Regions from separate parts of the Mus musculus genome. Here regions 1, 2, 4, 5 and 6 are each linked to region 3. Evidence: chromatin contacts called from public HiChIP or PLAC-seq and promoter capture Hi-C data. All regions are on one chromosome and are shown on one strand. Each heading gives the region's core, a stretch centred on a gene start, on an enhancer-like site or on the middle of the called end of the contact. The rest is flanking DNA. Distances are from core to core; before and after follow the strand shown.

What was found. Promoter capture Hi-C pulls out the DNA fragments that hold promoters and counts their contacts. HiChIP or PLAC-seq counts read pairs in DNA pulled down with a chosen protein or histone mark. Capture Hi-C pulls out chosen DNA fragments and counts their contacts.
Region 1: a contact with region 3 is called in an H3K4me3 HiChIP or PLAC-seq map of pro-B cells, with 8 times the contacts expected there. The contact joins the enhancer-like site here to the promoter of Ppie in region 3. A contact is called at or near these places in 5 of 39 promoter capture datasets (cranial neural crest, hippocampal neurons, maxillary cranial neural crest and 2 more) and 2 of 115 datasets of contacts at active chromatin or transcription factors (large pre-B cells and pro-B cells).
Region 2: a promoter capture Hi-C map of liver shows a contact between it and region 3, with 5 times the contacts expected there. The contact joins the promoter of Zfp69 here to the promoter of Ppie in region 3. A contact is called at or near these places in 7 of 39 promoter capture datasets (the 3T3-L1 cell line, cranial neural crest, hippocampal neurons and 3 more), 3 of 115 datasets of contacts at active chromatin or transcription factors (embryonic stem cells and stem cell-derived neural progenitor cells) and 2 of 9 other capture datasets (adipose tissue and liver).
Region 4: a promoter capture Hi-C map of cranial neural crest shows a contact between it and region 3. The contact joins the enhancer-like site here to the promoter of Ppie in region 3. A contact is called at or near these places in 5 of 39 promoter capture datasets (the C10 cell line, cranial neural crest, hippocampal neurons and 2 more) and 1 of 115 datasets of contacts at active chromatin or transcription factors (large pre-B cells).
Region 5: a promoter capture Hi-C map of adipose tissue shows a contact between it and region 3, with 4 times the contacts expected there. The contact joins the promoter of Col9a2 here to the promoter of Ppie in region 3. A contact is called at or near these places in 3 of 39 promoter capture datasets (cranial neural crest, hippocampal neurons and pre-B cells), 3 of 115 datasets of contacts at active chromatin or transcription factors (embryonic stem cells, large pre-B cells and pro-B cells) and 1 of 9 other capture datasets (adipose tissue).
Region 6: a contact with region 3 is called in a promoter capture Hi-C map of pre-B cells, with 7 times the contacts expected there. The contact joins the promoter of Zmpste24 here to the promoter of Ppie in region 3. A contact is called at or near these places in 10 of 39 promoter capture datasets (the 3T3-L1 cell line, 3T3-L1-derived adipocytes, cranial neural crest and 6 more), 1 of 115 datasets of contacts at active chromatin or transcription factors (large pre-B cells) and 1 of 9 other capture datasets (liver).

The regions. Positions count from the first base shown.
Region 1 is chr4:121,077,493-121,082,045 of GRCm38.p6, reverse strand. Zmpste24 (zinc metallopeptidase, STE24) reads left to right here. Exons shown (of 10, transcript NM_172700.3): 6 at 733-874. Among named protein-coding and RNA genes, the nearest start is that of Gm23540, 4.4 kb to the left of the region's middle. Within about 2 kb of position 1,980, at least 18 of the 459 cell types and tissues checked have an H3K27ac peak or open chromatin away from gene starts, as enhancers often do. A contact at or near this core is called in pro-B cells, where this site is marked.
Region 2 is chr4:120,948,461-120,953,422 of GRCm38.p6, reverse strand. Zfp69 (zinc finger protein 69) reads left to right here and starts at 1,735. Exons shown (of 6, transcript NM_001384119.1): 1 at 1,735-1,979; 2 at 3,863-4,091. The coding sequence starts at 3,989.
Region 3 is chr4:123,137,708-123,142,542 of GRCm38.p6, reverse strand. Ppie (peptidylprolyl isomerase E (cyclophilin E)) reads left to right here and starts at 2,592. Exons shown (of 10, transcript NM_019489.6): 1 at 2,592-2,641; 2 at 3,579-3,677. The coding sequence starts at 2,611.
Region 4 is chr4:120,975,170-120,980,082 of GRCm38.p6, reverse strand. Smap2 (small ArfGAP 2) reads left to right here. Exons shown (of 10, transcript NM_133716.3): 5 at 3,046-3,132; 6 at 4,630-4,711. Among named protein-coding and RNA genes, the nearest start is that of Mir7015, 4.3 kb to the right of the region's middle. Within about 2 kb of position 3,247, at least 10 of the 459 cell types and tissues checked have an H3K27ac peak or open chromatin away from gene starts, as enhancers often do.
Region 5 is chr4:121,037,743-121,042,601 of GRCm38.p6, reverse strand. Col9a2 (collagen, type IX, alpha 2) reads right to left here and starts at 3,036. Exons shown (of 32, transcript NM_007741.2): 1 at 2,816-3,036; 2 at 1,563-1,637; 3 at 273-308; 4 at 124-186. The coding sequence starts at 2,887.
Region 6 is chr4:121,095,625-121,100,744 of GRCm38.p6, reverse strand. It overlaps Zmpste24 (zinc metallopeptidase, STE24), which reads left to right and starts at 2,535. Exons shown (of 10, transcript NM_172700.3): 1 at 2,535-2,868; 2 at 5,047-5,120. The coding sequence starts at 2,746.

The DNA.
Region 1 (4,553 bases), core at 731-3,230, 2.1 Mb after region 3:
CTGCTCTTCAGTTCAGGCTAGCCCCAACGCTACTATGTAGCCTAGACTGGCCTCAGATTCATGGCAATCCTCTTGCCTCAGCCTGCTGAGTGCTGATACAGGCATTCCCCACCATGCTTCTTTTCCCCTTCCCCTTCCCCTTCCCTCCCGTCCTCCATCTCTCCTCTCTCCTCTCTCCTCTCTCCTGCATTTTCCTTCCTTACATCCTTTTCCTTCTCTGTTTCTCATATTCTAATCTGCTTCATCACAGACAATCATACAGGCAAGGGGAACGTTCACAGACCCTAGAAAATACCATCTGTCCATTCTTCAGCTCCACTGGTGATGAGGGTTATTTCCACCTGAACTGTGTGGCGTTTGTTGCTTTATCTCTCACTGGTGGGATCGAGATCAGAAGATGAGCTACTTGTCTTTAAATACCTGTAATATGGCAGAGACGGAGAAAATACTCTAGAAGTGCCATTTCCACCAGCATGAACAAGGGTGTGTTATAATTGGCTTACAGTGCCAGAAATCCCCAAGAAAGGCTGCTGATTAGGCCCAGAGTTCTTAGTCACTGTTAGTAGCATTATCTTCTAAAATCCAGTTGACTTGTGTACAGTGTTATTACAGTGCTATTTTGATTTAATTTACTAAACAGATAATGTCCTGGGTGTTTGTTGGATGAACATAATTATATTATATAATTAAGTTGTTATTAATGAACAGTCTTTCCTGTTACTTATTTTTCAGGTTCTTGTCACCATTTATGCTGACTATATTGCCCCTCTGTTTGACAAATTCACACCTCTACCGGAGGGAAAGCTTAAGCAGGAAATTGAAGTGATGGCAAAGAGTATTGACTTCCCTTTGACTAAGGTGTATGTTGTTGAAGGTAAGGCTACCTGGAGGTGAGGAGAGTGGTCTGAGTACTCTGTTCTTAAGTCAGTCAGTCTTTATTATTTATGTTTGTTACTTAAAAAATAGGGTCAGATTTTACAGTTGGCTTTTTAAGATTTATAGAATCTGCACAGGAGAGATGACTCAACAGTTAAGACTCATGGGTGTTCTTCCAGAGGAGCCAAGTTAGATTTATAACATCTACATAGTGGCTCACAATTGCCTGTAATGTAAAATTTTAGAAATGAAATAAAAATACAGGGAAAAAAAAGATTTATAGGAACTTATGGCATTTCTTCATATAGAAACTGGTAGCCTGATGCCAAATCCAGTTTTTGTCTGCAACTCTGTTTGATTAACCATATAGTATTGTTCTTAATCTTTGTTCAAAGCCTTTTTACTATCTCATCCTGTACTGTATAGTAGACCAAAACTCACCCTATTGTCTGCCTGGCTCCTTTGGGTAATTGAATTGGACTCTTGAATGAATGATTAGCTATATAGCACTAGTTTAAAGGCTGCAAAACAAAACCAGTGTTCTTGGCTTTGTTTCCCCTAGCAGAGCATCAGTGTCCCAGGGGGACTCTAATCTGTGGCACCATCAGACACCTCACATTATTAAACTGTTTTTCTGTTTGCCTTGGGGAGTTAAGCCACCTGTTAGTTTCATAAGACTGATTAAGTTTCACGGAGGCTGCCAAATTAAGAGGATAACAGTTGGGTGTGTGTCAGGATTTCAGTTTAAAATAAATATAAAAGATTCTGTCTCAGCAGCTTACTAGCTATGGGATCTTAAACGAATCACTTCTTCCCTCTACCTTTCAACCGTGTGTCCTCTGAATGGTAGTTCTCTGTAAAAAAGCAAGCTATTCACTGTTGAGAGCTATGTGGCCTACAGTATTCTTCAGAGATTCAGTTCTATATGGCAGAAGCAGCCACAGACAGGGCATAAGCATGGAACCTGGCTGTGTTCCAATAAGACTACATGCAAACAAGCAGCACCTTGCATTTGATTTGAAGCCATAGTTTGCTGGTGCCTACTACAAACTAAACTGTTACCAATGAGAAGCAATTGCAAAGTGAAAGAACAGAGATGGCTGTCACTAGAATGAGCAGCTGCAAAAGTACGTCAGTCTGACAGGCCTCTGTAAGTCAGGGTAAAGAGTAGCCAAACCTGACCTCAGAATTACTCTACAATTGAGGTTGACCGTGAACTCTTGACCTTATTCCCTCGTGTTGGGATTATAGGTGTGAGCCACCACACACAGCCAGGAGACTGTCCTGGGCTTCTGCATAGGGATGCATTATAGGGCAAGGCAAGAACAGAAAAGAAGCACTAAGAGCAGTGAGAAGGCTATTTGGGCAGTCTAGACTAAATGAGGTCGGGTTGTGGTTGTGGTTGTTGTTTTCTTTTGTTATGTTTTAGACTTGCTCAAAGTTGATGAAGAAAAACAAAGAACGTTGCTGCCATTTGCTGATTTACATACAGGGAAATGAGGAGAGACATTAGGATAACTAACAGCCTGGATTTGATGTGGACAGTCATAAATGGCAGCTTGTTGAGAGGGAATAGAGTTTGAAGAAGAGTAGATTCATAAGGAACTAAGAGTTCTCATGTCTGTGCTAGTATTGAAATAGCTTTAAACACCATCTTAGTCATAGCTCTACAAGAGCTAGCGATTTAAGCAGAGGAATTTTTTTTTGGTTTGTTTTTGGGGGGGGGGGGGGTTGGTTTTTTTCGAGACAGGGTTTCTTTGTGTAGCCCTGGCTGTCCTGGAACTCACTCTGTAGACCAGGCTGGCCTCAAACCCAGAAATGAACTCAGAAATCCTCCTGCCTCTGCCTTCTAAGTGCTGGGATTAAAGGCGTGCACCACCACTGCCCGGCAGGAATTTCTTATTGATAACTACAACATCTCCAGAAAGCTCTTTGCCAACCTTAAGAAATGGACTTTTAGATGGGTGGTTATGGGCTCAGACTCATAGAGTGGAGCCAGTATGGATGGGGAGGTTACATTGTTACCACTGCAGAATCCTCTATTCAAGGCTTATATCACTTAATCTCATTGACAAGCACCTTGTCTTCCATGAGGACCTGAGTTTAATCTCCAGAATCCATATAAAAATGCCTTGTGTAGTGGCACTCAGTGGTATTCCCAGTGCTGGGGAGGTAGAGGCCAGAGGATCCTTGGAGCACACTGGCCAGCCAGTGTAGCCTAGGCCAATAAGAGGCCTAATCTCAAAGGAAGTAGATGGCATTTTGAGGATAACACCTGAGATTGTTCCGTGGCCTTCACGTGTTTCCAGCCTCAACACGGGGTCAGAGTTCTCAACTGGAAGCAGGGATATCTGGAAGGTACATAATAAACAGACACAGACTACTTTTTGGGTACAAACTGACAGGCAATTTTTCAAGGCTTAAAGTTACTCTCTCTTCTCTCTCTCAGAACTTGAGGCTGCACACACTCTGCATTCTCTTGCGCACTCTGCTTTTGTCCTGTATGTTTTTCTTTTCTTGAACTCCCACACTCCTACACACCCTTTCACTCACACACACACACACACACACACACACTCTTCACACACATCTCACATACATACACACACACACACACCACATGCACTCTCCTTTCACACACACACACAATCTCCATACACTCTCCACATTCCCTTCACTCACTTTTCACATTCACCTCATGCACACCTCACTCTCACCTCACTCACTCTCCACTTGCTCTTCACATGCTCTTCACATGTTCTTCACACACTCTTCAGTGCTCTTCACATGCTCTCTCACCTTTTCCTTGCCCCAGTCTTTTATTGATACTCTTGGAGTAGCAGGTAGAAAAAAAAAGATTATATAATTATTGCCAAATTAAATTCAAAAGAATAACCTCATCCCACAAAGAATCAAGAATTACAATTGTTCTCCAAAGCTTCAAACTTTCCCTATTCCCAGGCCCGAACTTACCATTATTTAAACTTTAACTTTTGACTTACTATACTTCCGAATTCAGAGCGCTGAGGTCAGCTACTTGCATTTTCCTGTGAAGTTCTAATGATAAATGACATGGGCAAAGCTGCCAGGCAGTGGCCAGAAATAATTAAGTTAACCCTTAACTCAGTAGTTTTGCTCATTAGCTTTCTGCTTCTGTTCATTGCACACAATGACTCTCCTGAGTCCCAGTGTTTTGACTTAGCTTTACTAATGTATAATTTTATGCATTCTATACTTTATCTAGGAGCCACTCTCAAATGTTGTACAAAACTTATAACTTTAATAGTTTTTTCCTAGCCGGGCAGTGGTGGTGCATGACTTTAATCCCAGCACTTGGGGGGCAGAGGTAGGCGGATTTCTGAGTTTGAGGCCAGCCTGGTCTACAGAGTGAGTTCCAGGACAGCCAGGACTACACAGAGAAACCCTGTCTCAAAAAAACAAAAACAAACAAAAAAATAGTTTTTTCCTTTCTCAGGGTCCCAGTGTTGGCTCTATTTCATTTTTTAATAATTTCTTCAAACCCTTTTAGCAAGTCAAACATTAATCTGAAACTACCATTGTGCAATTATTGCATTGTTTCCAAGCTGAGAGTGCACAGCATGTACCTGGGCCATGAGGACTGTACTGTGCTGTGCCCTTATGCCTTGATTTTTAATTGTTTAAGAATCATTGCATCA
Region 2 (4,962 bases), core at 486-2,985, 2.2 Mb after region 3:
GGAAACAGTCATTTTTGCAGGTTGGTGCCACCATGAACTGGGGAGTTGAATATGAAGAGCCTTAGGCAGACTGAGTAGGCACCCTAACACCACATGGGACTATGCCCACAGCTTGCTTATCTTTAAGTCTGCACTCGACATTGTAACTGAAGGGAAGCCGGGTGCTTACAGTTATAATGCTGTCTGCTAAAGATGATGCCCCCCGCCCCCGTAACATGTAGAGTCAAAAACAAAACAAACAAACCTCCTTCCACATTAACAATCAGAGTGGGACTGTGGGGAACCAATGACTTGTGATGTATTATACAGGCATTTGAAGCCTACTCTGAATGACACCTGGTGTCTGTTCCAATCAAGAGTTAGCTAATTAGTTACTTAGTGCAGTAAGACTAACTGCTTAGCAAGACAGAAGTCAGCGGGTCCCTTAGATGGGGACACTGACAAACAGCTCATGAGATAAACTCAGAGCTTTAGTTCTGCCAACTCCAAAGATCTTCCACTCCTCTCAGGGGTGCAATCCCTTTTCCAGGAGCACCAGATGCAACTGTACAGTAGTGTTTAATAAACTCTCTACTGCCAATTTGTCTTTTTTTTTTTTGCAAATTAATTTACAGCCCAAGTGCCACTGTCTTCAACTCAATAGATAGAGATGACTTTGAACGAAGATCACAGCCAACGACACGAAATTTTTTTGCAGTTCATGAATTTTTCCCATGTTGTTTCACTTATCTTCCCCCATCCCAAACACACACAGACACACACACACACACACACACACACACACACACACACACACACACACACATTAAAGAGAACACCCAGCCCTTCGAGGTTCTACTCATGTGGAGAGGGTTTCCTATATCAGTCCCAAGTCCGCTCATTTTTCCCCCTCCCAGTCTCTATGTGCAGTATGAAAGGTCTGTTTTCCAGATAGCTGGGCAAAAGCCGCTTTCAACTTGGATTAACTTTCTGGATGCTGGTTTTCCAATTTTTGCTCTGGTAAGTGTTTACTCTGTCGTCATCTCTTCTGTATCTTCCAGTGGGCTCAGTTTTATTTTCTCAATGCCATATGTTTACTGAACTTTTAAAGAGATAAGTTAAATTGAGGAACTGAGGAAGGCTAACTCAGACACCAGACACTTCCCCTAGCTACAGGCACTCAGGAAACACGCCGTGAGAATATGGGAAGAAAGGGGTTCTACCTTCCAGGACCATGGGAAAATAAATTCCTATTGTTTAAGTCACCGGTGTGAAGTGTTTTTCTTTGGGGGTGGGAGGCAGCCTTAAGCAAACTAATACATGTCTTTAGGGACATTAAAAATACATATCCCGGAATTTTTTTTTTAAGTTTATTGTTTTCTAGGCCCCTGTTGCCTTTTGGATTGTCTATTTTTCTACTTATCGAATTCACCAGAATTAGGAGATTAGGAGAGAGCAGGAACTGCGTGCGATTTAAGGCTGCATCCTGAAGCCTTAAGAATGAAAGAATGACAGAGAAGCGGCTTCTCCAGGAAGACTCGCCGGGCCACGGGGTACAGGAGACCCTCAGCAGGGGCTGCCGGCTTCGCTGGACACCGCCCCTGGGTCTGCCCGGGCGGCTTCCGGCTTCCGGGATCTGGGTCGCGCAGCACCCGGGTGGGCGGAGCCACGGGCAGGGCGCTGACGCGAGCAGCGTGGGGTGGGCGGGTCCCGGGTGGAGGCGCGGGGACACGAACCGGGCTAGAGGGGCGGGGTGAAACGGCGGAGCTCGGGCATCTGAGCCGCAGCCGGCGCCGCAGGTCCTGGGCTGGGACAGAAGGCCGGGCAGGACGCCTGTGCGCGCGGAGCTCCGCTCCCGGGTGCGGCGGGTGAGAAGCGGGAGAGGCCGGTGTCCAGCCCGGAGGCCGACGGTGTCCTGTGTCCCTCGGAAGCCACGCTGCGCACTGGGCGCCGCGGTGTGAGCGTGGAAGGCTGGCGGGAACGGATCCGGAGATCCTCCGGTGAGTAGGCGACTCTGCTGCGGAGCTGCGAGCTCGACCGGGTGGCTGCCTGCGAAGTTCTGCCGATGGGTCGTTCAGCAAGCTTCTGGGATTGCCAGCTCCTTCGGAAGGAACAGCACAAAGTTTGCACTTAGTGACGAGACTTTTTACATAGTCGGGGCTATTTGCACCAACTCCGGTCTTTTTGGACAGGCAGTCTTTCACCTTTCCTCCTCTTCCCCCAGACTTCAAAGAGCAGTCCCCTCCCCGAGAGAGAGCTGCGTTTGGGTATCAGGTCCACTGAATCTGGTCCCAGTGTCCACAACTATTCATATGCTGAATGGGCGATTCAGATGATGGATTCGGGTTGTTTCCAAATTGCTGTTATGGTCAGTTCTGTAGTGGTTCTACTTGCACTTGACATACTATATTTCCTCCTCTCCAGCTCTGTGGGAGCACATAACCCTGCAGTTTTAATTGCATCTGAACCGGGGATTCGTTTCACCAGCTGTGCTGGGCATTTGGAGTGTGTGATGACGACTGTTGCTGCTGGCTTATGACAAAGCGCAGCCCTGTGAATTACTGTTTTATCAACTGAGATATTCAAGCTGAGCTTTCTAATTGTTTTCTAAAATAACTCTAAAACATGATGGCCACTGGGGCCCCGTAAAGGCTTTGGCAGACAGGTCTGATGCCCTGGTAAAAGGAGAGAACCAACTCTCAAAAGTTGGCATGTGACCTCCACCCCCATAAATAAACGCATGTGATTTTTTTTATTTTTAATTTTTTTTAAAGATTTATTTCTTTATTATAAGTACACTGCAGCTGTCTTCAGAAACCCCAGAAGACGGTGTCAGATCTCATTAGGGATGGTTGTGAGCCACCATGTGGTTGCTGGGATTTGAACTCAGGACCTTTGGAAGAGCAGTCAGTGCTCTTAACTGCTGAGCCATCTCTTCAGCCCGTGATTTTTTTTTTAAACTTTAAGATAATGTTTATTGTACAGCTTTAAAATAAAAAGGTCTTAATTGTTAACTTAGTAGACCTAACATTGTCTCAACACTGCATCCCTGTGCAGTAGTTAACATCCACATTTTATAGATGAGGAAACTGAAGGTCAGACTTGAAGTGCCTCAGGTCTCAGCTTTACATACAGGTCAGACATCAAAGAGCCTTCCTTGGCGCCAGCTCCAAATATGTAAGCAGGCAGAAGGGGCATGCAGCTTACAAGGTGGTCAGGTCAGGGCATGTGGACATTTGTACTTTTTTTTTTCCTTTGGTACTGGCGTCTTTGTATCTATGTGTTTAAAGTTGAGGGTTACTTCTGTATCCAGGACACTATTATTTCAGTATTGGTGCCGAATCTTCTAGGCCTTTTTGCAGCTATAAAGACAGTTCTGGACTTCTGGCTGTATGATGGGTTCTCTGGGTCTCTCCTTTCATGCCTTTTGCTCTCTAGGCACACAAAGCAGGTTAGTCCGATGGCTTAGTGGGGAAAGGCACCTGCTGCCAAGTCGTACAGCCTGAGCTCAATCCCTCTGACCCACTTGTTGGAAGAAGAGAATGGACTCCCATAAGTTATCTTGTACCCTCCAGCTGAGCACCATGGCACACAGACAGACAGACAGACAAATAAAGTTTAAAAGAAAGTACAGCCAAACATAGTGGTGCTCACCTTTAATCACAGCACTCAGGGGGTAGAGGCAGATAGATATCTAAGTTCAAGACCATCCTGGTCTACAGAGTGAATTCCAGAACATCCAGAGCTATACTGAGAAATCCTGTCGCAAGAAAGAAAAGGAAGGGGAGTCCAAAGGCCTCAAAGCAGCTTACAGGACTGCCTCCCAAAGATGAAGCGTCTATACCCAGAGTTCTTCATCTCACAATGGTCTCTGATATTGCAGGGGCTCAACAACTCTTCCAGGGTAAAAGATTATGGCCTGAGGACGATACAACCAGGAAGCCTCTCATCGAAAGTTCCAGCAGTTTCCCCACCCGAAGCTGCCACCCCCAGTCAGGCCGGCGCCATCATGCCTCAGCAGCTCCTGATCACCCCGGCCACTGAGGCGACCTGGGTGAAGTTGAAGGAGGTGTCCCTGTGGGAGGATGTGACAAAAATGTTTGGAGGAGAAGGTGAGAACAGACAAAGTTGGAAGAAGGGGTGGTCCCTTGGGGATAACTTAGGGGAAAGAAGATCCATGCGGGTTCATGCTTGTGCCATGGGGGTCAGGGGATATTTGTGAAGGAAATGCTGGGCTCCTACCTCTGCTTCCTGGTGACTTTTGCTGTGTGTCCCTTCTTTTCCCTGTCCCCAGAAACAATATATAACAGGAAGGAAGGCCACAGGATGTGCCCCTCCCCCACTGCCAGTTCCTGCGTGTGAGAGCCTAACTCAGAATCAGGGAATCAAAGGTCTCTGGCCCGAGTCTCAGGTTTTCTGCAAAACTCCTGGTCATCTTTGCCCTAGTCAGTCTTTTTGGTAATCTTTTTTTCATCCTCTTTCTCTGAGAGGCAAGAACAAAATGCCTGACTGCTCTCATTTTACCTAAGTTGGTTAATTCCTTTAAGACATGCCCAAGTCTTAGTCTGCGCAGAGTAGTAGGGTAGGAAGAGGAGTCAGTGTTTTGTGTGGTCTCATCATTCATACCCATAATGCTTTGTGTTCAGCCCAGAGTTTTTATGTTCTAGCTGAGGGACTTTGGCTCAACATCTTTTTTTTTAATTAATTAACTAATTAATTAATTAATTAATTTATAGTATATGAGTACATTGTAGCTGTCTTCAGACACACCAGAAGAGGGCATCAGATTCCATTACAGATGGTTGTGAGCCACCATGTGGTTGCTGGGAACTGAACTCAGGGTCTCTGGAAGAGCAGTCATTGCTCTTAACTGCTGAGCCATCTCTCCAGCCCTGGCTAAACATCTTAACAGTTGATAAAAATGAATATTGCCTCATTACCTCTCTTTGTTGGTGGCGGCAGTGTTTGGTATAGACCAGCCTA
Region 3 (4,835 bases), core at 1,343-3,842:
AGCTGAGTAAGGAGGACACCAATAAACACACCAAGCTGCACAGGATAAAGCCAGCAAGACCCCAACACTACACAAAGAATTACAGGCAACTGAGTGGATCCGGGAGCAGGAAAATGGCTCTCCTCAGGGAAGAAATAGTCAGCTCCAGTGTGCCAAATGGTCAGCTCTAAAACCACACAAACAAGTAACATTACGCCGGACATGGTGGTGCACGCCTTTAATCCCAGCACTCGGGAGGCAGAGGCAGGTGGATTTCTGAGTTCGAGGCCAGCCTGGTCTACAGAGTGAGTTCCAGGACAGCCAGGGCTACACAGAGAAACCCTGTCTCGAAAAACCAAAAACCAAAAACCAAAAAACAAAACAAAAACAAAAAACAAGTAACATTATATGAATTCAACTGGTTATATTTAGGAATACATATATGTATATATAAATATATAGTTGGCATGTAGTAACAATTGACTTAAAAAAAAAAAGAGGCCATACATTTGAAGGATAGTGGGAAAAGGATTACGGGAGGGCTTTGGGGGAGGAAAGGAGAAAAATGTTATATTTAAAATATAATATCAAAAATTAAAAAGTGGGAAAAGATCAGTGTAAATGTGACCATGTAACTTCCTTGCTATCACCCCATGATAGCTTCTCAAAATCCCCAAGTTTTTCACAAAGCTTGCAGGCCCTGACATGAGGTGGCCTCTACCCATCTCTCCTGCCTGAACATGTGTCCTCCATTTCCACCTCATTATGCTCCTGCCTCTCAGCTCAGCTTCCATCTTAAAAGTCTCCTCAAGGGGCTGTGAGGTGGCTCAGCTGGTAACAGCGCTTGCCTTGCAAACCTGGGACCTGATCTGGTAGGAGGAGAGAATCTACTCCATCAAGTTGTCCTCTGGCTTCCACAAGTATGCGTATACACACACATTTGAATAACAAAGTTTATAAAAGTTACCTCAGGAAAATCTAAATGCTCTGCCTACAGTAGCTGAGGATATGGATCAGTGGTAGAATATTTGCCGAGGAATGGTCTTCAGCTCTACGTCTGATCTCCAGCACCGTAACTGAAGGGACCCGCACACAGTGTTCCCTCTTGAACACTGGGTTAGGCACAAACCACACTCAAACACCTATTTCCATAGAGAGATCCTTTACTGAGCAGGGGAAAGTGACTGTTCTCCGCTCAGGCAGACAGCAGCAGCAAATGACCTTGTGGGTGTGATGTTTTTTTAAGAGGAAAAAGAGGGGAATCTGTGATAGAATGGCTAGGATGTGGTGGTCATGTTTTGGTTGACCGTATTAATTAGGGTAGGCCAAGGGGGGATTTGACTGTTGTAGTGGCTATTTCTGGTTGTCAACTTGACTATATCTGGAATGAACTACAATCCAGAATTGGAAGGCTCATCAGTGACCCTAATCTGGAGGCTGAGAGATAGAAGTTTCTGACCTGGATCTCAGTATGGAGATCTTGAGGCATAGTGGCTATGGATTTCAGAAGATTAAGACAGGGAGATCAAAGATTAAGATTAAATTCCTTTACTATATAGAGACTACCCACAGTTCTGTGACTCTAGAGAACCCTGACTAATACAATTGTTGAACTTTAATACTTTGATAGCTGGACCTTGGTGATCATCCTCAGGAGGAGGCCAAATAAGGGAATAGACCTTATTTGGCCTACGGCTAGCTTTAGGAATATAACCCTGTTTGTTTGTTTGTTTATTAGCAAGGCAGAGGGAATGGGGAGAAGGACAAGGCCTGCCACACCTGTGCTTACCAAGCTTGGGCCTGCTAGAGCCCTTTAACAATACAGCAAAGCTTCCTGTGGTGGTATATGCTTTTAGTCCCAACCCTCAGGAAGAGATCTCTGTAAGTTCAAGGTCAGCCTGGTTTACATAGTGAATTCCAAGATATTCAGGACTACATAGGAAGATCCAGTCTCAAAATAAATACATAAAATAAAACTTGTTAAATTTCTATTTGAGGTAGGTTGGTGGTATTCAATTGGGATTTCAGCACTGGGGAGGCTGAGATCTGGAAGGCATAGTGGGATACTCTAACAAGCAAACAAATGTGATCCTACTGTTTTGTACTGCTATTGAGAACCTATAAATTTAAATATTACGTTAGAACAAGAGTATAGCAAACACTTTGCCCAAAGGGCCAGATGGTAAAATATCAATGGCCGTGGGAGGAACAGGTCTCTTCCCTTTGTAACATGAAAGCAGCCAGACAATAGAAAAGGAACGGATGTGGCTATACTCTAACAATTAAACTTCGTGATATTGAAATTTTAATTTCATATAATTTTCATCTCTCAAGAAATATTGTCGATCCTTCGCCTCACCCCGGTTCAAAGTGTAAAAACCGTTCTTGGCTCCCGAATTGGCCAAAAACAGCTGCCTGGACAGCCCGGACCATAGTGTGTTGGTAATGGTTCAATTGCCGTTAATATCTAGGTTGATCAGACCAAGGTTTGTTTCCTTCCAGCTCTGGGAGCTACAGCCAAGAAGGGGCGGAGCCTGCAGCCGCACAAAGACCCGCCCCGACCTAAGGGGAGGGGCGACGGCGAGGGGGCCGGCCGAGTGCCGGCTTCCGGCGGAAACGGGCGCGAGCAAGATGGCCACCACCAAGCGTGTGCTGTACGTGGGTGAGCAGGCGCGGGAGCTAGACTTAGTCTGAGCAATGTGGGAAAGGGGGAAAGCAGCCGGGGTCTATGGAGGGCTTGCTGGGCCTGAGGGTGTGAGCCCGAGATGGAAGGACAATTCCGGCGACCTTCCTAGTCCACTAAGCGCACAGGAACCCCGACGAGTGACAAGAATTTTGGGCTTCCAAATCCCTCCCGCCCATTCGTTTTACAAACATTCAGTGCGGAATGGCTGGATCTCTGCCCTAAAGGAGGAGTTACCAGACTATCTAGGAGAAAGTGGGAAATAACCTACACACCCTAGCGTTGTAATAGGGACTAACAATGATGACAGGAACTTGGGTGAGGGCAAACTTTCTGTTGCCGGGACGCAGAAGTTGAGCAGGAGTTGGGCAAAGAGTCAGAGTAGAGGCAAAGCTGTTCGCTGCACCGGAGCCGAAGCTCAAAGGCGTAAAAGAGCCTGGCGCCTAGGGGCAGCTGGGTCATTTTTCGAGAAACTCAGGGAAATTGGGGAAAACAAAATGGAAGATACAAGAGAGATCGGCGAGAGTCGGATGATAACCCTGTGTACACTACCAAGGAGCTCTCACTTTATCTTGAGGACAGTGACATTTAAGACTTTGAAGTCTAAGAGAACCGATGGATTCATTTCCACTTATATTTGGTTGGGGGGGGGCGGTTGGAGGAAGGAATTGAGGCAGAGAGGTCAGTTACAAAGCTTTCACAAGAGTTGGAGATCGAATCAGAACTGTTTAAAAGGAGATTGAAGAAAGGAAAGTAGTGTGGGTAGGCTGTAGAGAGAGATGTTTGTGTAGACAAAGGACTGGATGGAAAGATCCCTCCCTTTGCCTGTCATACCAGTGACAGGCAAAGTCCCTGGTGTGCAGGGACCTCTGAGTGTGTAGGACAGCGGCTCAGAAGGTCCTTGGCTCATTTGCAGGCGGGCTGGCAGAAGAGGTGGACGACAAGGTTCTTCATGCTGCATTTATCCCCTTTGGAGACATCACAGATATTCAAATTCCTCTGGACTATGAAACAGGTGGGTCATTTGAGTGTCTTTAACGCTCATTACCCTCCGATAGGGAAAGAATTAAAGTCACATTCCAGTTCTAAATTTACATTCTTAAGTTCTAGTAGAATTCTTGCCCACCATATGAGGCTTTGGTTTCAGTTCCCAGCACTAATCACACAGAGACACACACAGAGGGGCAGAGACACACACAGAGACACACACAGAGGGGCAGAGGGGCAGAGACACACACAGAGACACACACAGAGAGGCAGAGGGGCAGAGACACACACAGAGACACACACAGAGAGGCAGAGGGGCAGAGACACACACAGAGAGGCAGAGGGGCAGAGAGGAGAGAGACAGGGTGGGAATAGCAAGATCTTTAAACTCTGAGTCTGGGGAATCTCCCCACCCCCTAAAAACCAGTAGAGTAGTTGATGGCCACGGTGGCACATGCCTGTAAACCTAGCAATTCAGAGGCTGCAGCGGGAGGATAGAGTTTAAGGTCAGTCTGGGCTACAGCAGAAACATATGCAAGAAATGTTCTACTGACTTTCTAGTTGGCACTGTTGTGTGGGGGCTTTTTCTTAGCTCAGAATTTGTCTCAGGATAAAACTGAATCTCCTTACAGGTTTTAGAATTTATCTGTAGTTGATCAGATTATATATTTGGTTGATGGCTTTTTTTTTTTTTTGGCCTGTATTTGTTTTTGTTTTGTTTCTATTTCAAAATGATTTAACTGTGTTGTCCGGGCTGGCCTCCAAACTGATGATCCTTCTGTCTTAGCTTCCTAAGTAGTTAGCATTACAGGTGTGTGCTGTGGCACCTGGAATCAAATTGTAGATTTGGATAAATAGTTGATTTGCTAAATAACTTACCTTGCCAGTTTACACTTCATGAGAAGTTGAAGTTCAATATGTAGCTTTAAAAAAAAAAAGGATTCATTTATTATTATATCTATTATATCTGTAGCTGTCTTCAGATGCACCAGAAGAGGGTGTCAGATCTCATTAGGGATGATTGTAAGCCACCTTGTGGTTGCTGGGATTTGAACTCAGGACCTTTGGAAGAGCAGTCAGTGCTCTTAACCGCTGAGCCATCTCTCCAGCTCCTCAGTATGTAGCTTTATCCCTAGAAGATGTTTATTATTGCTTCAGGTATTAAGAGGAATCAAAGGATGAGGGT
Region 4 (4,913 bases), core at 1,998-4,497, 2.2 Mb after region 3:
CATGCACAACGTAACCCCTCCACACACACACACACACACACACACACACACACACACACACACACACACACACACATCATTCTAAAGTAAAATAAATCTTTTAAAAAGAGTTTAGAACCAAAGTGCACACGCACAACGTAACCCCTCCACACACACACACACACACACACACACACACACACACATCATTCTAAAGTAAAATAAATCTTTTAAAAAGAGTTTAGAACCAAAGTGCACACGCATTTCATTTTATTTGTGGAAAAGTAAAAGCTATGTTCACTGTGCTGAAGTATATGAAGTATAAGATCAAATGATGTCAGAGGGTATGTAGAGAGACCCAGAAGGTAGATATGGGGAGGCTGTGGCAGGAGGACACTCCAGCGATGGTCTTGGCATTGCTGTAGCCTCACCCACAAGTGTTCAGGTGGGAAAGAAAGACTGAGACTTTTAGTTTTTTTGCTATGCTTAGATGTTCTTTCATTCTTGTTATAACAAGAATTGATAGTTATTTAAGTCTCCAGCACCATAAATAAAAAGAATATTTTTAGCAGTCAGGATGGTAGCACATACCTATAATACCAGCCTCTGGAGACTGAAGCAGGAGAATTGCCACAAGTTTGAGATCTACATAGTGTCTGTCTCTGTCTCTCTCTCTCTGTCTCTGTCTCTCTCTCTCTTTCTTACCTTCTCTCATCCTCTCTTACCCCTACACACATAGAAAGAAAAAAAAGAAGGAAAGAACATTCATTAAATAAAAACAACTAGTTGTTTCTTTTTTTTTTTTAAGATTTATTTATTATATGTAAGTACACTGTACCTGTCTTCAGACACACCAGAAGGGGGCATCAGATCTCATTACAGATGGTTGTGAGCCACCAAATGGTTGCTGGGATTTGAACTCAGGACCTATCAGAAGAGCAGTTAGTGCTCTTACCCGCTGAGCCATCTCTCCAGCCCAAAGACAACTAGTTTTAAACAAAAAGTAACTGGCTTTGCTAAAGAGATCACGTGGTTAGTGTGCAGTGGGAGAGATGTAACTTCAAAGTGTTGTGTACATTGGTAGCGTTCTGCTGAGGTATTGCCCCCCGCCCAACCCCATCTAAATGTCTGCTTTTCATTTTTATTTGTTTGGGTTTTGTTTTGTTTGCTTTGTTGTTGATTTGAGACAGAGTCTCACTATATAGCCCTGGCTAGCCTGTTACTATGTAGACCAGGCTAATCCCAAGCTCACAGAGCTCCTCCTGCCTCTGCTTTCCGAGAGCTGGGATTACAGGTGCACAGTGCTCCCTTCAAAGGTCAGATTTTAAAAAAAAAAAAAAAAGACAAAACTTTGTTTAACTTCAGTATGTAGTAGTGGTCTGCTGGGCATAATGGTGCCTGCCCATCTATCATCCTAGTGGCTTTGGGTATAAACGCAGAAGAATCAGGAGTTTAAGGTCAACCTCGGCTACTAGTAAATTTCAGGCCAGCCTTGACTACTTTCGTCTTTATTTCCAAAAACAGAGACAAAAAGGAAATAGTGTTCTGTATTCCAGTGCCAATTCTACACAAAAAGACAGAGTATTATGATAAAGTTATTTTTACAGGAAATATGAAAATTAAGAGGAAGAACCCATGCTTGTTCTCGTTGTCCCCTAATGACTCATCTGGGTGTGTGCCTTCCTCAGAGGCATAACCAGAATCTAGTTATAAAGGATGTCTCCTCGCAAACATCTCACATGGTGTACATGCTCCATCTATATTTCTGTGGTCATTGTTGCATCTCCTGCTGAGCAGATGAAACAGTTTCTTTCCCCTCCATTAGCAGGACTGTTGTCACTTAAGGTTTTTGTTAGCATTTCTGGGATGGACAGCTTAGTGGTACATTTGACTTTTTACTATAGAGTCTTTTGGAAGGCTTGAGATAGGGTCTTGCTAAATATCCCAGACTGGTCTGGAACTGACTCTGTAGCCCAGGTTGTCCTTGAACTGGAGATCCACTGCCTTTATATCCGAGTGTTGGGATTCTATACCACCAAGCCCTGCCAGATTGTTTCCATCTCTCTCTCTCTTTCTTCCTTTCTTTCTTCCTTTCTTTCTTTCTTTCTTTCTTTCTTTCTTTCTTTCTTTCTTTCTTTCTTTCTTTCTTTCTCTGTCTGTCTGTCTGTCTTTTTCTTCCTTCCTTTTTCTCTCTGTTTGTTTGTTTCTTTCTTTCTTTTTTAAATGTATATTTTCTTATTTTTATGTATATGAGTGATCTGTCTTCACATATACCAGGAGAGGGAATCAGACCCAATTACAGATGGTTGTGAGCCACCATGTGGTTGCTGGAAATTGAACTCAGGCCCTCTGGATGAGCAGCCAGTGTTCTTAACCTCTGAGCCATTTCTCCAGCCTGCCTGTGAACTTTTTAAGTGCAGGCAAGTTTGTGTCACTATGCCCAGCCTCTAGCTTTGTTTCCTAATTTTAAAAATAGAGGTGAAAAGGCTGGAGACGTGGCCCAGCGGTTAAGAAAAGGCTGGAGACGTGGCCCAGTGGTTAAGAGCACTTGATGCATTTACAGAGGACCAGAGTTCAAAAGAGCAACAAAAACTGAGAGAGATTTTCTTGTATGGGGATTGTTGTTTTGAGTATCTTTGTTGTATATCCTAGACTGGTCTCAAACTCAAAATTCTCCTGCCACAATGTTCTAAATGATGAGATTACAAGCATTTACCACCTTGCCTGCCTTTAGTATTTATTTCTTGAGACCTTTTTGGCTGTTTATAGTTATGTATAACACATAGGAGATAAAGGGCACAAATGTGTGGCAACTTTTAAACTTCCATAGATTGTCTGTCTGTATTACAGATTTCAAAAAGGGTTGAGTCCTTAAAATGTGGGGTCTGCCTCATTCAGTAAGGAGGCTAATGAGGAAGATCAGTACTCACACCCCACACCAAATTGGTTGCATTTCTGCATCAGAATCTTTAGTGAACTTTGATGCCCTGCCTGCATTTGGATTGTAGCTCTGAAACACTAATTGTGCTAAGGCTAAGCTATCATTGTCCTGTTACATCACTTTAGAAAGAGAAGGATGATAAGTGGAAACGAGGGAATGAACCCGCTCCGGAGAAAAAGATGGAACCTGTTGTTTTTGAGAAAGTAAAAATGGTAAGTGGGGAGCTTCTCACCATGTGGGTGGTCCCATGTCCACACACGAACCTGCAGGAGGAGAGTGGCGGGCGGGAGGCTCAGCGGTGCGCGGGTTTGAAACCATACTGCACTGTTGCACTGGGACTAAAGGCCCATAGAGCACCTGCTGCTTGCCCATTGCCAGTTGCTGTCTAATGTGCTCTATAGCTTTTCTTGCTCTCTTATTATCTAGCACCCCCTGCTCCCTTCTCTTTCCCTCCCTACCCCATCTCTCCTCTCTTCTCCTTCTATCCTTTTTTTAAAAATTTTCTTCCTTCCTTTCTTTCTTTCTTTCTTTCTTTCTTTCTTTCTTTCTTTCTTTCTTTCTTTCTTTCTTTCTTTCCTTCCTTCCTTCCTTCCTTCCTTCTCTCTCTCTCTCTCTCTCTCTCTCTCTCTCTCTCTCTCTCTTTCTTTCTTTCTTTCTTTCTTTCTTTCTTTCTTTCTTCCTCTTTTTTTATAATGAGAGAGGATTTCACTATGTAGCCCTGGAACTCATTCTATAGGTCATGCTAGCCTTGAGCTCGCAGAGACCTTCCCACATACTGAGGTTAATAAGGTGCCACACTACACCTAGCTTATAGCTCTTCTCTATGACAGGAAGCCAGATGGACGCTTAGGGACTCTCTTTCCCTTCTGAGCATGATGCCTGCTCCCTGCCAGTGTGCAGGGTCAATGTGATACCTTCGAAGCAGATGTTCGTTCCCTCTGTGTTAGTCCTTGTCAGACTTCTTGCCTCATCTCCCTGTTGCACCTTGGAGTAGTGCAGAAGTCAGGTCATGCTCCCTTCTTCCCCTGGCACACACTATGGCTGTGTAGTAGATTCTCTAGGGGCTTATAATCATAAGAGAAAAGATTTTCAATTTTTTTCTAAAGGCTTGTTTATCTTTGTCTGATGTATGTGAATGTTTACCTGCGTGTGTGTATATGTGCACCACATGTGTGCCTAGTGCCTGCAGAGACCAGAAGAAGGTATTGTGTCCCCCTAGACACTAGAGTCTAGTCTAGAGTCAACATGTGGGTGTTGGAAAGTAAACGTGGGTCCTCTTCAAGATCAGCCTGTGTTTAACCATTGAGCCATCTCTTCATCCTCAAGAGTTTTATACTATTGCTTAAGGAAAAACCCTTTCCTATCACTATGAATCTCATCTGTGGAATCAGTCCATTTTGATTATGGCAGAGTAGATCTGAACTCTTTAAAGTGATCTTTAGAATAAACTAAAAGGCTTTGTGTTCCCACATACTGAGGCTAAGCCTCTCCAAACAGGCCAACCAGGGCACTGTTTACCAGGGCTCTCTCTCACTTCCAGTTCCGTTCATGCACTCATGCTTCCTGGCACTTCCTGAGCCTTGTTTCTTTGGTAACTGTCTTTGACAAACAGCCATACCACAAGAATACCTGTGGCTTCACAGTGATGGGGGTACGCGTGTGTCAAAAACAACTGCTTGCTCTTTTTTATAACATTTTTTTCATCTTAGCCACAGAAAAAAGAAGACGCACAGCTACCTCGGAAAAGCTCTCCGAAATCTGCAGCCCCTGTCATGGACTTGTTGGGCCTTGGTAAGAACTGGGCTTTCCAGCTCTTATATTCTTGCAGATTCAGTGACTTCGCAGCCTCTCTAGGGAGACTGGGAGTCAGGCTCCTGTTTGTGTTTCCTTTACAAAAGGCGCTTTCTCTTGTTCTTCCTGTTTACTTCTGAAGAGTTACTCAAAGTGTTTGCTGGGCCTTTTTCACAGCAACAGCTCAGTGTAGTGGCTGAGA
Region 5 (4,859 bases), core at 1,787-4,286, 2.1 Mb after region 3:
AGGTCACGGTTGTATCAAATGAAGAGGCCTGACTGGCTATAGAGCCGACATCTTGCTACCCTTCTGACCAGAACATGTGTGAACAAAGGCAGAATCAGACTCTTCCCAGCCTGGGGTACTCACATCAATGCCAGGTTTCCCATCTGGACCATCTGGGCCAGGTTTGCCAGGCTCTCCTTTGGATCCCTTGAAATTAGAAGCAGAACAGATGTTAGTCAGAGGAGAGAAAGTAGCGGAACCATCAAAGGTCAAAGAAAAAAAAAAGTACTCACCGGAGGACCAACTTTACCTGGAGGCCCCTTGTCACCCTGCAAGACACAAGCCGTGAGACATGCTTCCCTAAGACATTGTGTGGACAAGCCTGGCTGGGTGGCCCCAAAGAGCTTTCTCCTCTCTCTTTTGTGCTGAAACTTGCACTTTTTAAAAAACAGCTCCCTTTGCTCAAAACAAAATTCAGCTGTACGCAGGCCTTCAGTTCCAGAACTCAGGAGGCTTCTAGAGGTATATATAAGTCTGTAAGTTCAAGGCCAGCCTAGTCTAACAGCAAATTTCAGGACAGCCAGGGTTACATAAAGAGACCTTATCTACATTAAATTAAACTAAATTAAAACAAAACAAAATAAAAGTGCATCAACACTAATCCAGCCAGCTGAGAGGGGCATTTAATCAAGTAGATTCTAGGTATGCTGTGAAGTCCCTGGGTTTCTGGTTAACCGGGAGAAATAAAGCAAATGACAAAAATAAAATAAATAAATAAATAAATAAATAAATAATAAAGCTTTTTAGAGAAATCTGAAAGGGGACTGTGGCTTTCAGTCAGGAAAACCAGAGACTCAGGACAGAGCAAGGATCAAGGGGGCCAACTTGGGGGTAGATTCAAAATGTTCTTAAGAAAGGTCTCTTTTCCGTGTGACAAAGGACCCTTGGTAGGAGCCGGGCAGGGCCGTGGAGTCAGATTTAGCCCCAGAGAGGCCCCCAGGCATTCCGCAGCCTGCAGCAAGAGCCTGGCTGGGGCCCAGCGCCCTGCGTTTGGGGGTGGGGGCACCAGACTGAATAGAAGTCTGTCCAAACCGTAAACATCCAGCCGACCTCCTGGGGGAGCTTCCAGAATGAGGTGGTTAACCCTCAGCACACTGGGAGAGCAGAAGACAAGCCCAGCTGATTCTAAACAGGGGAGCTAAAAGCAAAAGGGAGAGACAGGAGTGTGGTCCCAAGCTGCTCAGCCAGTCTACACGAGGTTCTCCAGCTACCTTAAAGAGGCATGTAGTGTGTCAGGGGACAGCACGAAGAGGAGGAAGAGAGGGAGGGGGATAAGGACACGCTGTGAGCCGAGGCCAACAGCAGAACAGCAGGCCCTTGTTGCTGGGTGGTTTTGACAGACTCCCACATTTCAAGGCTGGTTTGGGGTTTTCTCTGAACAAACAGACTCCTTGTGGTCTCTGCAGGCACCGCCTGCTGGCAACAGGGGGCGCTAAACTTCCAGGCATCCCCACCCCTGCGCTCATAAAGTTCTCCTTTGTGGATAGCCCTGCTTCCTCTCAAGTCTGAAGTTAGATACTCACGTCGATGCCATCTGAACCAGGCACTCCTGGTGGCCCTGGTGGCCCTGGAGGACCCGGCTCCCCTGGTGGACCTCTCTGAAAATACACAAGAGTGCAGCCCTCAGACAGTACGCAGAACTGGGCTCCCAGGGGCTGCTGGAGACCCCGAGAGCAAAGGTGACTAGGGCAGCATCTCCCCAAGGAGATGGTGCTTCATGGGGAGTTTGTTGAGCAGCTACTGTGTGTCAGGCACTGTGTGCCATTATGCTCTGTTACTTTATGAACTACTCAGAACTCGGGGGGGGGTACTATTAGGGGTGACAAGCAGAGGGTGAGGAAACACAAAAAGACTCAAGGCTCGTGATCACTGCAAGTGAATGCTGAAACCGTGATTACACCCTAGGTTGGCTGGCTTCTTCCCCTGGGTCACACGGTCTTTGCACTGTCACGATAGGAAATAGATGAAGACATCATTTGCTCAAATCACAGATGATGTGCAAGATGGCACCTAGCCAACGATGGCCGTTCGAACTATTGCTGTTTTCTAACCAACAACAGGTATAGCGGTGAACTGGCACCTCTCCCTCGTCCCTGGTGCAGGTAAAGAGACCTCAGAGAAGAAGGAAAGCTGGGACTCTTCCCACCCAATCCTCCCTAAGGTAGCGAACCAGCCCCGACTCAGGAAGTCCACGCGTGCCAGATGCTGGCGCCAGGTGCCCTCCCCAGGTTAAGATGTGCCAGGCTGGCGCCTCACAGGCGAACTGTACCCCTACACTAGCACTGCTTGGTGAGCGGGCCCAGCATCCCCATTTGGTCCTAAACCGGGCATCTCTTTCCTAGGGCCCAGCTGTCCCTGCGAAGTGAGGCAGAAGCCCACAGTCAGGAAACGGACATATTGGGGCGACAGGGAAGTCTGGCTGGAGCCTGGGTCCCTTAGGAGACTCCGGGGGCGGAGGCTCCGCTGTCGACTGAATAGCCACCATTGTCTCCGCACCACCTGGGCTCTCTCCACTGCCAGGCCCCCGCGCCATCTCCTGCTCGACGCTGCCTGTCCCAGGCAAGGCCAAGCATCCCGAGGCAAGGTCCCTCTGGTTCCCGGACTAGTCAATCTCCCTTCACCGCGAGCGGTTTGCCGGGTATGCATCACCCCAGCGGCTCTGTCCTCAGCTGCCCCTCAGGCTAGGGACAGACTAGAACAGGTCCTAAAGACTCCAGGATCCTAAACCCAGGCTCTGCACCAGGGACGGCGGAGACAGAGAAGTGACAGGACTTACGATCTGAGCCAGGGCGAGCCACAGCACCTGGAGGAGAACGAACAGGCTGCGGGGCGCGGGCACGGCGGTCATGGCGAACAGCGGGTTCTGGAGCGGGGGTCCAAGCACCGATGGCGGGGGCTGCTTTCGGAGCCTCGGACTGGATCTCCCGAAAACGCAGCTAGACGGGCCGGGGCGGGGACCTGCAGGCCTGTCACCTGAGAGCACTGTGGGGAGGAACTGTCCAGCTCCGCCCGGTCAGGGGCGGATCTTCTGTGCCCACCCTGGGTCTGCATTCTGAGTTTGACCAGACGCCCCAGCTGGGAAGTCCCGGGGGCATCTCGGGGTACGGGACTACTTTCTGTGTGAAGAGCAGAAGTCCATTCGAAGTCCCTTTCCTCCTTGCCTCCAAGATCAAAGCCTTCCTCCTGGCCCTCAGCCCCATCCTTTCCCCGGGCAAGCTTGTCTGGGTCCTTTATCCTCCAGAGCCTCAACCATCTCAGGTTCTGGAGACCTGGCCAGGACTCCACCAACTCCATCTTTTCTAAATTGGCTCAGTCCTCTCCACAAACAATCAGGTCCCTGCCATATTAAAACACACCAACATCTTTCTTGAATCTGCCACCTCGGGAATTCCCCATCTGCCTCTTCTCTCCCCCTCCACCATCAATTCCATTAGAGTTGTCTGTGGCCTCTAAATTTCCCTTTCCTCTCGCCTCCCTGCTTCCATCGACCAGTGCGATCCGAACATCTTCCATCCTTGAGGCATCCTGTTAGCATTTGGATCTGCCCTTGGCAATGCCAGTCCTTCACGTCTTCTCTCCCAAGCATCCACCAGGCATCCACCCCATGTGACCTTGTACAGTTATATCCTTTGAAGACAAGTTTTTATCTATGCGAATGAGTGTTTTGCCCTCAGGTATGACCCTGTCCCATGGGGGACCAGACATCCTTGGAACTGGAGTTGTAGAAAGGTGTAAGCTCCTACGTGGGTGCTGGCAACAACCTGGGTTTTTGCAAGAAGAGCACGAGCTCTTCAGCAGGGAGCCATCTCTCCAGATCCCTACAATTACATATTAAGGAGGAGTACATGTTCTATGAAAAGTGTCCCTTAGACTATCAAACACCACAATGCATAGTCACACAAACTAAAATGGACCTGGGCTATCTAACCGTGTGGAACCACCTGCATGTGTGAGGTCCACTGTCAGCCAAGTGACACGATTGTCTTTCTCCTCAGCGGCACCTGCATGCTGCTGTCTCCTGGACTGGGAGAGACTTCTCCCTCACCCCCTTTCAACTGACCTCCCAAGTTCATGGAAACAGCCACCACTTTATTCAGTAACACCCCAAACCCACCTGTCTGGTCACCTCGGTCCAGAGCCCCTTTCTCCTCTCCTTCTCTTCCACTCACTGGCTAAGGGCAGTGGATCTCATGCAGCCACTAACCACAGTTATGACCACAGACACCTCCATGACATAAATGAAGTCTTAGTTTCCTCCTCTGTAACTGGGAACAACATGGTCCCTATCTTAAAGAATTTGCTTGAAGATTGAAGGAGCTGATGGTGGCAGCTGCTTAATGTGACAGCAGTGCGCTGTGACCCTCAGTATCATTTGCTCTTGGTATCCAACTGGCCTCCAGTATGGAAACTTGACCACAAGCAAATCAAGTGACCTGGCCAAGGAGGAGGCCTGGACAGATGGCTCCACAGATAAAAGCACTCCTTACTTTTGTAGAATTTGGGGATTTGCATCCCACATCAGATGGCTCCCAACTACCTGTACCTCCTGTTCCATAGAATCCAATGCTCTCTTCTGGCTTCCATGGGCAACAGCAAACATGCAGTGAACATATAAGCACATGCACATACACAAAACACATAAACACGTGTAAAAATCACCCTCCACATTTCCTTTTCTTAAGTATGTTATGAAGCCGGGGAGATGGCTCAGTGGTTAAGAGCACCAGCTGCACTTGCAGAGGACCAAGTACCCACATATCAGCCTATAACCATTTCTAACTCTGTTGAGCGCGCCCCCAACTCGCCAGCAAGAACGACGC
Region 6 (5,120 bases), core at 1,286-3,785, 2.0 Mb after region 3:
TGTGTATGGTTGTAACTCAGCTATAGTCTTAGAAGCCAAGTGTGAGGTCTTTACTCTCTTAGGGCAAGGGCTTTCACACCCAAGTCATGGTTCTAACTAGGGAGTTCCATTCTAGCTAACCACCTCATGAATAATGCAATACTCTAAAACCACAGCGGGATCTACTTCCTAAACCATTGTAAATTCCTGTATATGGGAGTGACTTGGCTTTTATTGATAGTGTAATACCAGAGGCTATTCTGAATGTCACTGTCTAGCTCAAGGACGTTCTAGGACTGTTGGAACACTGGCAGAAGGCTTTAGCTATGTCAGAATTCAATCTTAAAAGGCACTTATAATAAAGAGAGCACGTGGATCCATACACTAGACTAACTTGGGAATGGAAAATTAATGTATGGGTTAAAGGGAATGCCAGACTCCAGGAGGAGAGCTTCCTTGAAGCTCTTTGCCTCATGAGTGACTTTCAAGCCTCTCGGCTTAAGCTGACTCAACCAGAGTGCGTGGCAGATAATGATTGTTGACCAGGGGCTCTTGGAACAGATGAGAGCATTACACAAACAATTTCACCTGTCCCCACAAAACTTACACAAGCTCTTGCCAGATTACCCATGAAACAATAAAAATATCTTGCAAGATCTTGTGCCACCTGCACCCCACTTGCACCATTGGGGCCCCTCAATAGGGGAGGTGTCAAGCCAAGAGGGTTATGCCCCAGTGCTATTTGGCAGATGGACTGGACTCACTATCCCTCTTTTTGTAATCTTAGATATGTACATGTTACTGTAGATACTTGCTGCTTCACTGTATATGCTGTGGCCTCAATGGGAGAAAAAGCTTCCCACACCATCAAGGCTATGGAATCTGCTATGTTGGTTATGGGAGTGCCTTGGGTTTTGAAGACAGATAATGACCCTCCCTATGCATCTCAACAATTCAATGAGTTTGATGCCTCATGGAAGATTAACCACACTTTTAGGATTCCTTATAACCCTCAAGGTCAGAGGATAGTAGAAAGGTCCACTCAGACTCTAAAGGACTTGCTGACTCAGTTTACCTCCCCTGAATCCAAACATGACCTTCCCCTGGCCCTGGCAGAGGCCCATTTTCACCTAAACTTCCTCACCTTTGATCAGGGATTAAGCCCTACCTATAAACATTGGGCTTACCTACCTAGGAATACCACTCTTCCATTGGTACAATGGAGAGAGTCCCTAACATCACAGTGGCATCCACCCTTTGTTGACACAAGGGCTAGGCTATGCTTGTGTTTTTCCACAGGACTCTACAACACCATGATGGGTGCCAGTACAAAACATCCAACCAGCCATGGAAAAGGAGGACAGGGACGAAGCCTCCTCTCTGAAGACCTTCTACCTGAGGAAATGGCACTTGTTAGAGCTATGTCTCTACTTGCCTGTGATCCCTGTTTTCATGCCATTTGCCTTACACCCAATCAAGTACAAAATATTTCCCAGGCCCATGAACAAAACTCAAAGTTCAGCTAACAGTTCAATCAGTAATTTTGCTGAAAGCAAAAAATCCCCCAAAAGAACTTTTGGTTGCCAAAGAATCTGTGATCCTATATTGAAGTAATTCACTTTGTCAAGTAACTTCTACTGATTACGCTCATGCAGATAAATTTAGTCATGGTTGAGAAATTTGAAACCTTAATCTCAACATCTTTAGCATCACAATCTCACCATATTTTAAATTGGAGCTACATATTTTAATTGGAGCTAAAGATTTCGCAATTCACTATAAATAATGTTTATACAAAGTGCTATTAGTTCATAGAAACTATTAATTAAATAACATTTACTTTGTGGTCAGAAAAATTCTGGCTTCACGTTTCAAGTAAAGTCAAAGTAGTAACAGGGGCCATAGTGACCCTATTTCATTGTTGAATTCCAAGGCAAAGGTACTGAGCTGTGATGGTGTGTGGTGATGTGTGGTGGTGGTGGTAGTGGTGGTGGTGGTAGTGTGTGTCTGAAACAAGGTCTTGCTAGGCTTAAAGGCAGTGGCTACCAAGCCTGCCTGTTTGAGGTTAGAAATGCAGTCCCAGGACTCACAGGTAAATGCCTCTTCTGACTTCACTTGGGGAGGATGAGATGAAATGTGTAAATGAAAATCCTAATCACTAGAGTCATTTTCATCTCTAATATTCCCAAAACCAGAACTTTCGAAGACAAGCCAAACAACCCCAAATGCCTCGTTTGGTTAGTTATCCTGGAGATGCACATCTAACCTTTGAACGGCACTAAATAGAAGGAAGGAAAAGTTTTAGAGCCTCTCTCATCCTTCCCAGCTACTTCTAGAGGGAATATTTCTATGACCCGGCTTATCCGGTCCGGTTAAGCACCGGGGTCCATTGCCCTCTCTGGTAACCCGCCAAAGCAAAGGAGAGGCGGCGACCACACTGACGTTCCCAGGAAGAAGGCCGGAACCTTTGAATTGGATCCCTGCACACAGAATCCGGAGGGATATTTCAGGTGCACCGCTGCTCATTCTTCAGGCGGAAGTGAGGAAGGTGGGGCGTCTTATTCTAGCAGAAATAAGTAGGTCCTTGAAGAGTAAGGCTGGAGGGAATCGTGTCTTTGTGACACTTCTGGCAAAGCTGAGGGAATGGGCGTCTGAAGAAGCCCTCGGAAGGGACCCGTATTGTTGTGACACCGCTGGCACTCTCCGAGGGACGCGTGTCGCTGAGGCACCGGTGCACGCTAAAGGAGCGGGTGAGATAGGGTGACGATGGGGATGTGGGCATCGGTGGACGCTATGTGGGACTTCCCTGCGGAGAAGCGAATCTTCGGGGCGGTGTTGCTCTTTTCCTGGACGGTGTATCTTTGGGAGACCTTCCTAGCACAGCGGCAGGTGAGCATTGACGTGTCTCCCCCGGCTGAGCCCCTGGACAGCCTTAGGCCAGCCCGAGCCTCTACCCAAGCCCCTTAGTGTTTGCCCGGATGTAGCAAACCGTAACCCCCGGTGAGCTTCCTAACTTTTCCTAATGGTGACTGCCGCTTTGAGGAGTTTTTGGAAAGGCAGAAGTTGTTTGCAACGTTGTAATGGGACCCAAGCCTGTAAGCGGCTAATGAAAGGGAAGAACTGCCCTACCGCCAAACTTGAGCATGTCTATGCCTGCTTTACAGCGTCTTAAGAATCTTTGGACCGGGACTTGACCAAGCCTCGTTGGTATAGGCTTTCTAAGTGGAGGTGCTAAATTTGTAGAATAATAACTTCCCATGATATTGATGTTACCATGCTCAACCTCACTTTGCAACCGTTCCAAAGACTCGCACGCCGTTTGAAAATCCTCATTAGAGCAAATGTTGTTTGGGGCCACAATGTGTGTGTGTTTCATTAAAATTTCTCTTTGGGTTTTTTGTTTAAAACGTTAAATAGTGCAGTAGAAAAGCTAACAGTTTTCCATGGAGATAGCCATAATTAACAGTTTAATTCGAAATGTGAACGTTTTAGTGAGATGGACTTTGAAACAACAAAACAAGTTATCTGCAACATTATAATGGGTCCCAAGCCTGTTGGTGTCTAATAAAAGGAAAGGACAGCCCTGCCGTCAAACTTATGCAGGTCTATGCCTGCTCTGCAGTGTCTAAGTTTGGACAACACTCGTCTGTGTCGTCCTTGAGAACCTTCCCCTTTAACTGCTGGACCTATTTCTTGAGCTCTGCAGTCCTTTTCGTCTGCAGTTTTCTTCTAACTTACACTGTATGTGAGTTTCTTTGCCAGGCAAGTGCTCTCCCACTGAACTACATTTCCCAGCCCTTCGTGACTCTCCGGATTGCAAGTTTGAAATTTTTTTTTTTTTTTTGGTTTTTTTGTTTTTTGTTTTTTGAGACAGGGTTTCTCTGTATAGCCCTGGCTGTCCTGGAACTCACTCTGTAGACCAGGCTGGCCTTGAACTCAGAAATCCGCCTGCCTCTGCCTCCAGGGTGCTGGGATTAAAGGCGTGTGCCACCAAGCCCGGCACAAGTTTGAATTTTAAAAATCTGTCAGTGTCGGGTTATGTCTACCTCAGTCTCTTCCTTTAGTATGTTCAACGTGTTAAAAATTACTGTAGCTAGGTACTCAAAGCTTCATTAGTTCAGAATTGCATAAGTACCCTTGCTTGAAGCAAACACATAACGTGTAGTATCAAAACAGCAGGGTGAGATATTGAGTACTTATCTGACATAGTTTATTAATAGATCAAGTTGCATCTTTTTTTTTTTCCAAGACGGAGTTTCTCTTTGTTTAGCCCTGGCTGTCCTGAAGCTCACTCTGTAGACCAGGCTGGCCTTGAACTCACAGAGATCCATCTCCCTCTGCCTCCTGAGTTCTAGTATTAAAGCCATGCACCACGACCACTTGGCATTGTTGCATTGTTGTAGGGTTATAATTTAATGCCTTCAGCTTTTTGTTGCTGTTGTTGTTAACATACAACAGGAAAAGTATTTATTATAAAACTATTATAGAAGGTCTATTATACCTTTGGTATCTGTTCCTTGTGTTATGTCCCAGGGGCTGAAATTACTCTTTAGAATTTGACATAATGAGAAAATTTGTTGTAAAGATTTGATGTTTCTGTCACTCCCTAATTCTTATCTAAGTTGACCTCTAGAACCAAGTTTAATGATGATTCATTAATAAAGTATTAAATGTATGTGTTAATGTGTGTTGTGAGCATACTTCTCTTTTTTCATGCATTATTTTCTATATTGTAAGACATACCTCATACTCAGAAAGAATGGTCTCCTCGTGATGTCACAACTTTGGTTCACACAGGCAAACTGAAAGTGTATTGACAACCCAGATGGCCATTCCACCTAGTCAGCTGGCCTTGTTGCTGGAATTGTTTTTGTCTGCTTAAAATTTCCTGTGTCAGTTGTTTCAGTGGTCAGTGTTCTTGACTAAATGCAAAACATACATGTATGTGACAAATTCTACAAGCTTACATGACAAATTAATGCTACAGACCATTCGGTGTTTGATCACAAATTACTACTGTGTAATAAGAAATATTCATTAAAGTGTTTTTTCTTCAAAATATTTCAGAGAAGGATATACAAAACGACGACTCGCGTACCAGCAGAGTTAGAACAGATCATGGATTCGGACACGTTTGAGAA